Regions from separate parts of the Mus musculus genome. Here regions 1 and 2 are each linked to region 3. A link is a contact called in public Hi-C data. All regions are on one chromosome and are shown on one strand. Each heading gives the region's core, a stretch centred on a gene start, on an enhancer-like site or on the middle of the called end of the contact. The rest is flanking DNA. Distances are from core to core; before and after follow the strand shown. Region 1 overlaps Aopep (aminopeptidase O). Region 2 overlaps Aopep (aminopeptidase O). Region 3 overlaps Aopep (aminopeptidase O).

Evidence for each region. Hi-C and Micro-C count contacts between places; a contact is called where the count stands out from the background.
Region 1: a Hi-C map of muscle stem cells shows a contact between it and region 3, with 3 times the contacts expected there. The contact joins two enhancer-like sites. A contact is called at or near these places in 1 of 15 datasets of contacts at CTCF or cohesin (large pre-B cells), 6 of 484 Hi-C or Micro-C datasets (the HL-1 cell line, bone marrow-derived macrophages, embryonic fibroblasts and 2 more), 1 of 115 datasets of contacts at active chromatin or transcription factors (pancreatic cancer cells) and 1 of 9 other capture datasets (embryonic stem cells).
Region 2: a contact with region 3 is called in a Hi-C map of muscle stem cells, with 2.0 times the contacts expected there. The contact joins two enhancer-like sites. A contact is called at or near these places in 3 of 484 Hi-C or Micro-C datasets (bone marrow-derived macrophages, muscle stem cells and nephron progenitors) and 2 of 9 other capture datasets (adipose tissue and liver).

What each region holds. Positions count from the first base shown.
Region 1 is chr13:63,044,912-63,049,654 of GRCm38.p6, reverse strand. The region is part of intron 3 of Aopep (aminopeptidase O); the gene reads right to left. Among named protein-coding and RNA genes, the nearest start is that of Gm46422, 47 kb to the left of the region's middle. Within about 2 kb of position 2,829, at least 75 of the 459 cell types and tissues checked have an H3K27ac peak or open chromatin away from gene starts, as enhancers often do. A contact at or near this core is called in muscle stem cells, where this site is marked.
Region 2 is chr13:63,065,879-63,070,295 of GRCm38.p6, reverse strand. It overlaps Aopep (aminopeptidase O), which reads right to left. Exons shown (of 16, transcript NM_001289926.1): 5 at 2,011-2,256. Among named protein-coding and RNA genes, the nearest start is that of Gm46422, 27 kb to the left of the region's middle. Within about 2 kb of position 1,720, at least 14 of the 459 cell types and tissues checked have an H3K27ac peak or open chromatin away from gene starts, as enhancers often do. A contact at or near this core is called in muscle stem cells, where this site is marked.
Region 3 is chr13:63,204,208-63,209,132 of GRCm38.p6, reverse strand. The region is part of intron 10 of Aopep (aminopeptidase O); the gene reads right to left. Among named protein-coding and RNA genes, the nearest start is that of Gm30409, 74 kb to the right of the region's middle. Within about 2 kb of position 3,187, at least 24 of the 459 cell types and tissues checked have an H3K27ac peak or open chromatin away from gene starts, as enhancers often do. A contact at or near this core is called in muscle stem cells, where this site is marked.

The DNA.
Region 1 (4,743 bases), core at 1,580-4,079, 160 kb after region 3:
TGTGTCCTGGGAGCTCTTGGGTTAGTATATTGTGAGTCTTGCAAACTCTACCTTCATCCAGGGAAGTACTGCATAGGCAGCAGGGCTTATATTCTGGAGACCCTGCCATTTGCAGTCAGCCTTCCTTGTAGACAGAACTGATGGAAGTTTATTTCTTTAGAGTAAACCATGGGTCAGTGCTGACTTTGAACAGGTAGAGTCCAGTTCCTGCTCCATACCTGCTAGCTGGAGCATGTTAGTGTCTCTGAATACCTTGTATGTACTAGAGGAACAATCGTAATGCCTACCTCACAGAATCATGTGAGGAATAAAGTGGATAAACAGGTACAAGTCTTGAGGCACAGTGCTGACCACAGTGTTTGTCCCTGTCATTGTCACTGGGCTGTCATCATCTAAACCACTTTGTTCTACAGCTGCCTCTCCTAGCCATCCAGGATAACTATTCTGGAGGCAGAAACAGGATGCTTGAAGGTATGGCTGCCACATGTGCCCTAAAACCATGACCTGATGAGGCCCACATTTGGAGTTTAAGGTTGAATGGCACTCAAACGCAATGAAAACAAAGTGATCCATTTAAAGGAGAGCGACAGCCCAAAGGGGGCATCCTGCATGACTTCATATAGAATGGGCCATTTGGAGACTATTTAAATGGTGTTTACTTTCAGTGAGCTGTCCTCCATGAAATAGATAGTGAATGCCTTCATTTTCTTTTTTATTCATTGCACTTGTACCCAACCCCCTCACAGGACCAGCTGTAAAACAAAGAGAACACACTGTACTTAAATTAGCCCAAAGTTTTTCCTCTGTAGAAGCCAGAAGCCCGTCATACCCCTGGATGACTTCATAGCCAGGTCTGGACTAATTAACAAGGCAGCAGAGATGGGGGCTCTGGAGACACCCAGAATTAATAGTGCTCTCGTTCTCTGACTTGAGCAGCCAAGTTTGTCCTCCCTTTCACACAGATTCTTTAACTGTGGGCTTATGAGCCCTCCTCAAACAGAGATCAGAACTTTTTTATACTGTATACCCCAATACCATTTTCTTAAATTAGAGCATATTTAGAGGCCTATTTCAATAATCTCACAAGGCTGTTGTGCCATGAGACATCTGTCTTACAAGCATGGTAGCAGCTACAATAAGACTCAAACATTTTCATCTTCAAAACAGAACTGAAAGTTTCTTTAGAGATAACTGGATTTTTGGAAGGATAACAGGACTTGAAAGGGACTAATTTTCAAGTCAAAAGAGATGATCTAAAAAGTTGGGTTTGGCTCTAGGTGCAGCTCAACTATGAGTACTCAGGCAGCACGCACAGAGCTCTGGGTGTGATGCCCACCACACTAAATACACCACAATTAGAATTCACTTCTCAAAGTAGGTACATCATAGCCTAGAAATGCTAACACCATCACCTGAGGTGCTGCTTCATTCACTGCTTGGAAAACTGTCCTCAGAACAGCTTTGGAGACTCTCTTCATAAGGAGGTAATAAGGTACAAGTGAGGAGAGGCAAAGATGACAAGGAGTCAGCCTCAGCTCGGTGGGTGACAGCCGGATACCAAGGGGATGTGAGTGTGACTTTGTATCTTACACTTGTGAAAATCTTAAATATTTGAGACGGGCATTTTTATAAAATGAAAAAATTAGAAAATCAAAGTCCTGTAGACACATTTTGGTCATATCAATTAGCAATAGTAAACTAATGTGGGTAGTCAAGTCCTGTATACCTGGTATATCACTAAAACTCCAAAGGCAGCAACCATCACACACAGCTATTTCTGCACAGGCAAGAATGCCTGATATTTAAAGAGTTAGTGGCAAAAGGTTGTTGTTAAATTGGCAGAGTCCTTGCCTTGCGTACAGGGAAATTAAATTGGTTAAATCCCATGCACGGCTTAGACAAGATATGGTGGGACACATTTGCAATGTGAGCACCTGGGAGGTAAAGGTAGGACACAAATTCAAGTTCATGATTGACTGCATAGCAAGCTTGAGGCTAGCTTGATCACCATGAGATCTTGTCTTAATTTAAAAAATAACAACAAGAATAAAAATCAATAAACAAAAACCAGTTTAAGGCCAGCCAGATACATGAGATTTTAAAAAGAAATTGTTGTTTTCTCTGAAAATTTAAAAGGGCATACAAAGTTTTCCTACTGGAAGCACTCATGTAACCTTGGAAGCTTTCTGCTGTCGGGTAGACCAACAGAGTGAAGCCCTCAGTGATGTCAGTGTGCTCTTATGTGACATATCATGTTTCTCTTCTCAGATCCAATGTAGTTCCTATCTTAAGACTATTTCTCTAGCCACAATCCCTTCTTCAGAGCTCCCTGCCCAAATTACTCCATATGGCAGTAATGCTTTGGGAAGGTCATTACAAATGCAAGCTGTATAGGAATACGTGCATTTATGAGTATATGATAACCACATTATATAAATATGAACACCACAGGAACATGTGTAAGCACTATGTACACACTGGAAGGAATGCAGGCTCCTCATTTCATTGTTCTTCCCCTCATGGTATCCTTCTCCATCCCCAGGTACTTCAGCAAACCCCAGCATTCTTTCTGTTACAACTGAGACACTGCAATTACATGACCTACTTTATGAGCTTTTGGCCCCTCTGGCAAAGCCTTGTCCACATCAGTCTTCCTCACTATTGTTCGAGGGCTGAAACTGGCATCAGGTGGGCCAATGCCCATCAGCTTTCCCTTACCAGGCCAGACAATGGCTTCACAGGCCAATGCCACCCTACACAGAGGTCTCAGGTCTCTCTCTTTGCAGGAAGTATAGCCCTGGACACAGACGACTAGGAGAGAATAACCTTCAAAGGTAAAAGAGCGCCACCTGCTGAAGCGAGAGGGGCTGTGTAGATTGTGAGCATCCCATGGTTTCAAGGCTTCCCTAAAGGAACACTGGCACCAGTCTACCAGATCTCCTAGATAGACATGACCATAATGAAGATGAGTAGCTCCCCTGAAACACAAAGGACATCAGTGGGCTGAATACCACCTTTCCAGATGGTTGGTCACAAGACAAACATTAATGCCTTGCATGCAAACATTCATGTATGTCTAATCCAAGAAAAATTTTACACCAGTGAGAATGGGCAAATAAAACATGCTGGCAGAAGCACTGTGGTCTGAGAGAGAGAGAAAAAAAAATCCTAACATACTCTGTGTATATACTAAGCAGAGCAAGGAGGCAAGCAAGCTAGTGAACAGCAAATCACAGAATGAAAGCCCTGGAAAGTGTAAGACATCATCTGAGTCCACATGAGCAATAGAAAAGCCAAACACAACCCTCACAATGTGAGGGCAGCTGTCTACTGGAAACAAGGAATACGTTCACTGTGAAGTATACTCTAAGGCACGCCCACCCCACTTCTTCATAGCATCTGCATGCAGTACCGAGGTTCTACTTCCAAAACTAGGACACTCTACCTTGCATTTCCTTTTTGTGGGCAAAGTACTTACTTGATCATAGCCACCCCTAAAGCTTTTTAATTTACTGCCTTCTCACATGGAGAGAATGTGGAGCATTCTCAACACTGCTATTTATTTTGAGCCATCAAAATAGGGTGGGGGAAGCTGGCTTTTTGTCTGGGAGAGTCTTGCTCCTTAGTCATTTTTCCTGGAATTTCCCAGTCATACGGAAGAGAATGTCAGAGAGCTGACATATTGTACAGTCCAGACAGAGAATAGCATTTTGCCCAAAGTGAAATAACGTTTATGCTCTTTACAATTGAAAAATGGGGGGGGGGGGAACCAGACAAAGATCCTAAAAAAAAATCATTAATTTGAGGAGTAGGAATATGCCAAATTAGATTTATAAAAGTAAAGCCAGGGGGCTGGAGTGACAGCTCAGAAGCTAAGAGCACACACTGCTCTTGGAGGTGCCAAGGTTGGTTGCCAGCACCCACATCCAGGGGCTCACAACTACCTAAAACCCCAGCTCCAGAGGATCTGATGCCCTCTTCTGGCCTCTGCTAGCACTACACTCAAGTAAACACAACTTAAAAATAAAATCTTGAAGAAACAAACAAAAATTACTAGAGGAAAGTGATAGCATAGTGATCTTCTTTTTAAACATGTGTGGTAGAAACCAGCAACCATGTTCATAGGGGAAGCTATGAACATGGTATTGCCTCTGTCATTAACTATGTGGTTTTAAATGCCTCTGCCAGGAGCTACTTCCATTTGATTTCATAGACCATATTCAACAGATACATTTCTGAGCCCTATTAAACACAAAGCATAGCAGGTAGAGATGGAGAGACTGGCATAGATCAATGGGTAACATTTCTGCCAAAATGGCTTCATGCTGAGGAAGGTGAGTAGGAGTTAAACAAGTTCATCTGTGGCCTTTCTGGGGAAGAAAAAAAAAAGAATAATGACTACTTAGCTAATAAAATTCTTATGATACTCATTGCCCAACAGCCCCTAACCATTAGCCTTCCTTTAAAGGACCATCAGGAGGAATGATTTCCTCATGGAACACAGACTCAGAGGGCTCTCTTCTAATTTTTGTTTCTTGCTGAATGGCTGCTACCATTTCTCTGATTAGCCCCAGATGGAGGCTGGCTCCCAACTTACTGAGAGCCTTCTCAGTAAGTCAGCTGGTGTCTGGTAAATGTGCTAATAGGGCTGATGAAGTGTCACTGTGATGGGCAGGGATGAGCTAGGCTGGGCAGGGTTGTATTGCTCATGCTTCTAGAGGTTGTATAGAGCAGAGTCAGGGA
Region 2 (4,417 bases), core at 471-2,970, 140 kb after region 3:
TCTCAGATTTGAGAGTCTCCCTATCCCTGTTTGGGGCACAGAGTTGACCTCTATGCCTACCATCTTTGCTCCAGCAGAGCCTTGAGCACGGGATAAAGAGGTGAGGCTCCAGGAGCTGGTTGAGTCATTGAGGTGCTCAGCTATATATGTGGCTCAGAGGGTAGAAATCTATAGGGTCAAGTCCAGCAAGTAGAATCAATTTAAATCAGAGTTTGATAAAACAAAAGTCTACCCCAAATCTACACCCCAACTAGGAGTACACAACACCATAATCACCCTTCCACAGTTCAACTGCAAAGAACAGTAGCAAAATACGGGAGATAACTTAACCAGAACAGACTATTTCCTGACTAATAAGGAAAGGTAGGGTGGGGATGGAGGATCTATTTGAGAATTCTGTACAGTTCTCCAGTTCTGAAGCCTAACAGCACTCTCATGGTGGCTAAGTTGTTGCTAACACCCCAGTTTTGACATTTAGTACACAGCACCATTTGTCTTTCAGGTACTTAGGTATATTATTTTAAAAATATAGCACTAAGAATAATTAAATCATGTTAAATATCTCAAAAAACAAAAATTTTACCATCTGCCTGCTTGGGCATGCAGACTTGGAAGGAAAAGCTTACAGAATAGTCTGCAGGTTAGCACATTCTACTTCTGGCAGACTGTGTCTCAAGAAGGAGCTATCAAGAAGTTCTATGCATGAAAAATACTTTGCTTTTGGTTCCCCCAGGCTAGAACATATAGTTGTTAGCAAATATGTCCTGAAAAACAATGCTCATAAAGTGCTAAAACCTCCCAAACAAATATAACCCCTCAAAACTGTATACAAATGAGATGCATTTAATGAACAACCCTTTCTTCACCAATAAGTTCTTCAAAGGAACCAAAGAAGTCTCCTTGTTAAGACAAACTATATATAGACATCAAGACAATTATATAATGCATGCAACCACATATATATAATTATCCTAGTTTTTACATTCCCATTATCTTTATAAATACAGGATAAAAATCAGTCTAAACAATTTTCTGAGACCTCTTCAAGGATTACAGCAAGCCTTTAAAAATGTGGTGTGGGGTGTATATGTGTGTGTATAGTGTTTGTGTGTGTGTGTGTGTGTGTGTGTGTGTGTGTGTGTATAGTAAAGATCAAAAGCAAATGTTCTGGACAGTTCTTTTCTACTCAAGGGTTTTACCAAAAATGTGTGCAGGGTTTTTTTTTTTTTGGGGGGGGGGGTGACACCACAAATGACAGCTGTTCAAAAGCATGGAAATTAATTGGCAGCAAGAATTTCCTTGACTAATAGGGAAAAACTCAAAGCCACATGTCTGATGAGCTTGCTTTCCCACCCTAGTCAAGCACAGCCCTGTTAGTGATTAGGAGTTGCAAACAGAAGCATAGTCAAGGTTCATGCGCCATCTTTTCTCTGTGGGACAGAGCTGTTCTCCCATCACTGTGTGAATAGACAGTGGGACTGTAATTAACAGAGCAAAGGGTCAACTAGCAAGTTTCTACTTTTTGTCAGAATCAGATGGAGGCACAGTAAAAATAATTCATTTACTGTATTAAAGACAGGAACAAGTCGTTATATCCTTCCCCCACAGTAAACCATCTGCTTTTAGCTGTTTTTCCAGCACTGTGGATAGATTCATGCTCTGACATGGGGCTCTCAAGTTGTAGCCTTGTGACCAATGGTGAGAATGGATGAGGCAGCTGGTCAGGATTAGGTGAACAGCTGTGGCCCTGGGACCAGGTTTTGTTACTGTGCTTAGAGTCTGACGTATGACCTTGGACTCATTAGCAGTAAGTTCTCATCACCCAAGCTAACAACAACTGAGCAATCATGAAAACTATCCCCTGAAGCTAGCAGTAAGATATCCAGGAGGGAACAATGAACCCCTTCTACCCAAAGCAAACGAAACTCCTGACAGAGTTTGAGAAAAATATTCCTCTATTAGTTCCTAGACATTTTAAGCATGTTCCACATGCCATGATGAGCAGCATACCTGGCCATTCCCAGACTTGGAAAGTTGGTGGGGACAATGAGTATGTCCAGCCGGGAGAAAGGGTGTGTTCCCAGGACAGAGTGTGCAGCTGAGAGGCAAGAAGGGATCAGCCACAGCAGGGCCTCTTGGCAGGCACCCTCAAGGCACACTGGGGCAAACACTCGATAAGGAATGATGTCCTGGGAGGCAGCGGACGCACTCTGGAACCTGCAAGGGTATTCCATATGATTGCAGGTGTTATCATACCTGGACAACACAAAAGAAGACAGTGGTTCAAACAGGTTTATTAGAAAAGGCGGTTCAGTGGGGCTGGAGATATGGCTCAGTGGGTAAGAGCACTGACTGCTCTTCCAAAGGTCCTGAGTTCAAATCCCAGCAACCACATGGTGGCTCATAACCATCCATAATGAGATCTGATGCCCTCTTCTGGTGTGTCTGAAGACAGCTACAGTGTACTTACATATAATAAATAAGTAAATCTTTAAAAAAAAAAGATAGAAAAGGCAGTTTAAGTATTGGCTTGTTTGCTTTTGGGCAGCAGTGAAAATTATAGGTCAAATATTTATTGAGGTGCCTGAAGTGACTGAGTGATTTCAATCTAAGCTAATGAAAGCAACGATCTTATAGATCTTAGAATTATGGGGGTCATGGGTGGATAAGATTTGAAACAATAAAGCAACCTTCCACCCAAATTAAAGTAAATTCTACCTTCAGTAATGTGATCTCAAATATCATCATAGAGAAACTGTTGAAGTTACTGACAGTTCTTAGAGAGGGAGAGATGCAATAGCCGTTTTATTTATTGACTTTTCATTGAGAACTCATGGAGCCCAGGTAGCTCTGAACTCAGGATATAGCTGAGGCTACCCTTCAACTTCTGATTCTTCTGAATCTATCTCTCAAGTACTGGGATTACAGCTATGAGCCGCTATGTACCTGTCTATAGGCAAATTAAAGATTCCATTCTGGAAAATCCTAGAATAAGTGACCTGGGGTGAGGTAGGACAATGAACCAATGACAGTTATAGGTATAGTGTTCAAAAAAAAAAAAAAATCACAGCTTATCAAAAAGTAATCTAGGCATTCTTCACACTACTTGCCAGAGGCTGGCACTTCTGAAAAGAGCACTCTTTTCAATATCCTTTTGGGCTTTGGAGACAGGGTCATGCATCCCAGGCTGGCCTTAAACTCACCATGTAGATGAGAATGGCCTTGAACTCCTGATCATCTTGTCTCTACCTCCTGTGTGCTGGGATTACTGGCATATGCCTGGTTTACATAGTGCTGGGAATTGAACCTAGGGCTTCCTGCATGTTAGGTAAGTACTCTACCAACTGAGCTATGTCTCTGGTCCCTTTCTAATGCACTTTCAGTATAAATGTAATGAAATCAACCTTCGAGTGAAACAGAGCAGAACCCAGCTAGCCCCATTGTCATGTTACTCCCAGAAAGGCAAAGGAGGAATTGAAAGAAAATTCCTAGGGTCTGACTCACAGGCCTCAAGAGAACTTATATAGCTAAAGAAACCAACATCAAAGAGAATTCTATTTTTTCATCTGTTAACATGCCCTCTATTCAGACACAATGGAAAAACCCTGTAACCTTAAATTGCAGATTATAATTCTAGCTGTGGGTGCTACTGTGATTCACCAGACACTGAAGAATCTCTAAGTGCTTACCTGCCTCAATTTGGGCAGGTTGTAACAATAATTCTTCTTGAGGTTTATGAAGTATCTTCCAGACACCCAAGGCCTGTGATCAGGAGATCCACACAGCTATGTAAACAAGCCTCACCTTCCACCATAATGCTTCAAGAATTACCAGCCCCAGTGAGGCCTGGTTATGGTTGGGGGGGGGGGGTGGGTAAAAAAATGGAGACCCATAAAACTGCCAGGATAAAGTGACTGCAAGAATAGAGTTACTAAGACTGGACTCAAGCCAAAGTCCTGGACTCATAACATCACCTTATGAGAAAGAAATCAAAAGTGTCTGCTTGTAAACATTCAACTAAAAAGGCTACAACACCCACCTAAAGACGAGGAGCCAAGATGGCCAACTACTGAGCCTCTATGGGGTTTTTAAAAATGTATTTACACAGAAAAACAATGTACTATGGTAATTTAAGCTCACATACTCTCTACTGAAAAGTTTTTACAAGCTGCAGTTGACCATGTGTCCATGGCATATGCCCATACACCTGTAACCCCAGCATTTGAAAGGTACAGACAGAAGAATCAGGAGTTCAAGGTAAGTTTGGGCTCCATGAGACCATGCCTCAAAACTCCCACCCAAAGGCTTTTAGAAGCCAAGTGTGACAACAGCATGGACCAGTATGCCTAGAACTCCAGCACTTGGGAGGCTGAGGCAAGAGTACTGAGGATATGACACCAGCCTGGACTATGTATGT
Region 3 (4,925 bases), core at 1,938-4,437:
GTTGTCATCTGGCAACCATGAGCAGGTACAGGAACACACACCTGCACATAAATAAATTTAAGTCCCCAAGTAAATCCCCTCTACAATTTCTCTATTGATGACAGAAGTTGTAGAAATATGAAGCATGCTGAGGTACTACAAGGCTGAGTGTAGCCCACTGTGGGCATCTGGTCAGGAATCAGCCTTCAGTGGGCTGAAACACAGGGCATATATGATGAGGGTCTGAGCTTCTACAGCCAGTGCCTCACAATAGGACAGGCAGATGATGGGGAGCGGGCCTAAGAAGACAGACGGTCAGGCCTTCCTGGTCCCTGTAATCAGTGGCATTTCCAGACACGCCTCATAAGAAAGCTGAGGACCTCCACCGCTGGCCTTTTCATCACCTGCTACCATGTAACACCATCAATCCAGTGCAAACAGCCAAGCTCTCTGTACATCTTATACTCAGAGACAGATTGCTCCTCAGAGCACTGTCAGGAGGATCACTGTCTTCCCTTGAACTTGCGCAAAGGCCCCAATACACCTTCAGTGGACTTGGCTGACCAGACAGGACTATGAGGGTAGATCTGGCTGGCCCCTTGGGGAAAAACAGGAGAGGAGAAGGTCCCAGAAGACAGGGCTGGAAACTAGTATACGCAGGACTGGCTCCAGTGCTCAAAACCCAGGGCTTCTCAGGATGAGCACAGGAAACAGACCCCTCCACCAAGTAAACTGTTGCCCCAGTGGCACCATCAATGGTAGGTAAGGTGCTGGATAGACTGCCTTTGTTCCAGACAAGAATAGGCCTTCAACTGAGTTGTCTCAAGTGAACAGAAATCAGTCTTATATGCTAGCCTCACATATCTCAAGGGAAAACAACAACAACAACAAACCATTATTTTCTGGGATGTAGGTAGGAAGTGTTTACTCACTTAATTTCTATCCAGACTCCTGTGAGCTACACTCTGGCATTATCTTAGTGACCCATAGAAAAGCCAAAGTCAGAGGCACTTCTAAGGCTGCCATGCACCTGGCATCTAGGAAAACAGGTCTGGGGAGAAAACAGTATATGGGGAGAATGCTTAGAATGCTTAGTAGCATGCATGGTCAGAGTCAGACACAGAGGATGCATCTGAGAGTTCATAGGAACTGGGATTACATGTCCTGAAAAGGCAACATCTGAGTGGTGACTTAATTGCCATTTCTGAGTGATTTTACAAAAGATGGTGAGCAGCTGTTGGGCATCACCACAGAGGAGTAAATTCAGGACACAACATCATTTCCTTTGTGGAATTTCCATTGCAAGACTCTTCTTTTCGTGGCATAAAGAGAGGCTGGGAGCAAAGACTGAGAAAGTAGGTGTTGAGCATTGTCCCAAGTCCTCAGGCAAGGAGCCCAAGGGTCACGCAAATATCTGCATGAGACAAGCATGCCCAGAGTAGAGGGGAGCTGAGGTGAAAACATCTCAGAGATTCACTGTCTCTGAAGAATAGATGATGGGTGCTTCATAAGATGCTACAGCTTATAGGACATGCATCTGTGATGTGGAAGACCATCTTCTCACTCAAGGAACATAAATGGGTAGAGGATACCAAGAAGAACACTCAGAGAGGCTAGGAAAGGGGTACCACTTGAACATGTAGTTGAAAAGGCTGCACTGTCCTGCATGCTAGGACAGGAACAGTGGAGATGGAGGAGACACAGAGTAGGAAGACAGGCCTACATGCCTGTCCCACAGAGACAAGGTATAGATAAGGCTTGGCCTAGCCAGTAGCACCTAGCACGGTGTGAGAACAGACCACCATGACTTCAAAACAAGGAAGAGGCTAGAGGCAGGGAGGCCACATGGCAAGCTGCTGATTTGTTGGTATGTGTGCATGTGTGTGCACATGCACTTACTTTAGAGACATAGTGTCTATATAGCACAGGATGATTTCAAACTCAAGGTCCTTCTACCTCAGTTCCCTGAGTATGTGCCACCCATGCCAAGGACATAGAATGCTGGGAAAGGGTATGGAAGGCTGAAAGACTGGCAGTAGACTCTGGCTTCTATTAATCTCTACCAGACAGTATTCCCCAGAAGGCATGTGACCACTACTGTGCCCATCTTTGGCCAATGTTGATGACTTGTTCACTGGCTAGTAGTGAAGCAGATACTGCTGCCATATTCAGTTTCTTCACACAGACTCTCTGGTGGCACAAAAACAGAAAGAAAATGAAGATCTCTCTAGCACTGCCAAGTGGAGGCACAGAAGTGGCAGCTGCCATCTATGTACTTACTATATAAGAGCAGTACAGAACACATCCACCTAAGCCTTAGAGGAACAGCACAGATCCAGTGTTGTTGTGCACTACATGGAATTGAACAAAGTCCTCAGGGCTGAGGAAACTTACCTAAGGCTGCACAGACAGTACCTGAAGAGCTGGGATTGACATTTATAAAGCTCTGCTTTCCTTTCCATGTGGAGCCTGGGCTTCACCACGAATCCCTTTCTGCAGTGGTATAAACACACCATAGACACAGAGCCTGTGCATGTGTGCATGTGTGCCCAACACAGCTGTCCCTTCTTGCTAACACTTCTCACCCCTAAAGGTGGCCTGCTTCCTGCTGTGGCTGCCCTGCTTGTCAGCTCTCCAATTACATTTTAAAAGAAGAAGAGAGCCTTTAGGGGCAGAGATGTGAGAACAGGAGAGCTCTCTAGGCTAGTCAGGAGCAAAAACTCTCCTGCCTTAACTGAAGACAGTTTAAATTTTCAGGCCACTTTTCTCTGGAAAGATTGAAAGCATCTTATAAGCACAGTCATTTGGTCCTCATGGTAGCTATGTGAAGTGGATGATGACCACCTGAGCAAGTGTTCAGTCTACAACCTAGGTGGATTCTGGCCAAAGCCAGAGTTGCTGGAGGGACTTCTAAGCTCTGCTGTTAGTGCACTAAGCCTGTCTGGGAACCGTGGAATAAAACGTTAGGCAATCAGAAGAAGAGTCATGCATTAATACTCGCTCCCTAAAAAGCAAGGGAGCCACCATACAATGATACTTCTTGCTCCACCCCCCACCCCGGGAAAAAGTGGACCATGTGTTTTCAGAGCAAAGTGAGCATCTATGATAGTTTTGCTGTTTTGATCATTACTATAGAAATGACACAGCAGTGATTAAGTGAACAGCTGCCTGTCACAGTCACCACAGTGTCTAAGCTGGTGGTGCGTGTTTTCCCTCTGAGGTCACTCAAACGATCCCAGCAGACAAGCAGAGGAATTTCCATGTAGCCAGGACACACAGAAAATGACCCATCTGCATGTCTCATCACTACAGAAACTGATTTTATACAGCAGACAGCTAACTGGATACAGACCCATGGTGCATGGCCTTCAGATCTGTACGAGGGCATTCACTCTTCCCACCCTACGCCTGAGACCTGGTACTGGGAGCAGCAGGTAGTGCTACCCACAGGCTGTGTGTGTGTGTGTGTGTGTGTGTGTGTGTGTGCGCCACACTTCACATGGCAGCGTGGAGTTTCCATGGGCTATCTTGAGACCCTCTGGGCTATAAATGTGGTCATAATTAGTTAATAGAGAAGGAACCAGAACGTGCTTTTCTCCCTGACACAACACCGCTTAGAAAAGTAAGCTGTGTTCAGAGCTTAGAAAGGGAACACGTAAGTGATCTCTCCATGATGTGGACGTGAGCAGAAATAAGCACAGGCTTGCAGGAAGACGGGTTGCACACACCTGGACGTCTTGCTGTTGACTTCTGAGCTGCTGTGGTGAATGAAGCAGCAACTATCACCTGTGTCTCTCATGGGCCCATCAGCTTGCTGGTGACTGAGTACCATGCTGCTATCATTCTTGGCTCCTGCCTTCAGCCTCCTGGGATTTTAGCCCTCACATTTTCCCTCTACAACCCAGCACACACTCCCACCAGTTTCACAGGAAGCAAATGCCAGGCCTCAATAACTTTGAACATCTAGGTACTGGATACAGAAAAGGATCAGAGTTTGGAATGGAAATGCCAACTTGTCTGAGAGCACAACTTAACTTCTATACAGGTTTTTAAATTGCTAATAAGTTATGCTTTTTATGTCTCAGAGCTCTCCATGATGTTGCTCATTTTCTTGATCAAAACAAAGCATTTGTGCTCAGGTAGATAATGAAGACTGCTTATGAGGCAGGGCAAGTGAGTGCTCCCTGCTCTGTGGGGGAGGAAGAGCAGGAGGGGGGTAAACAAACAGATGAACATGCACACACAAATACTGTAATTGATGGGCAAGATTAATCAGTAGCTGTGGCTGACACCAGAACCTGGGGACCAAGGTTGCTGGACCAGTTATTCTCTGGGGGAGCATAGGTTTTTGGCAGGGGGAGGATGGTACATGGGTCCTTCTAGATGTCCTCCTGAGTACTATCTCCTTCCCCTCAATACTGATTCCAGGGACAAGCAGCTGCTATCCACTGAACTTCAGAATGCAGCTCAGGGGCCAAGAAAGAAAAGCCAGGCTCACATCTGATTTCTTCATTCAACTTGACAACAACTCACCCATTTTTAACTGTGGTACCTCTCAAACAACCCATGACTGTTCTTTGCTTTAAAGCCCACTGGCACTGTAACCATCACTGAAATAATTCCAGTTCTCAAGATCTTTTGACTCAAATGCACTAGTGTTGTCTAGTAGAGCTTCTAGCCTCCCATTCCTTTTCACCCCCCAACATCCTAAGACCTAGGCTCTGCCTTTAGGTCTCATTTCAAATTCAGGGCTGATGAGTCTGCTATCTGTAACCCCCCGCCCCAGGACCCCGACCTTACAGTGTTCTCTCTGCATGTGCTGATTCTAATGTCCTGTATGGGTGATTATAATGACCCGTGATTTTGGTAGTTGGATAGGATCTCTTTGAAGGCTATCATTGGATTTATTCTCTCCCTTCTCCCATAGTCCAGACTACAGCCTGTTA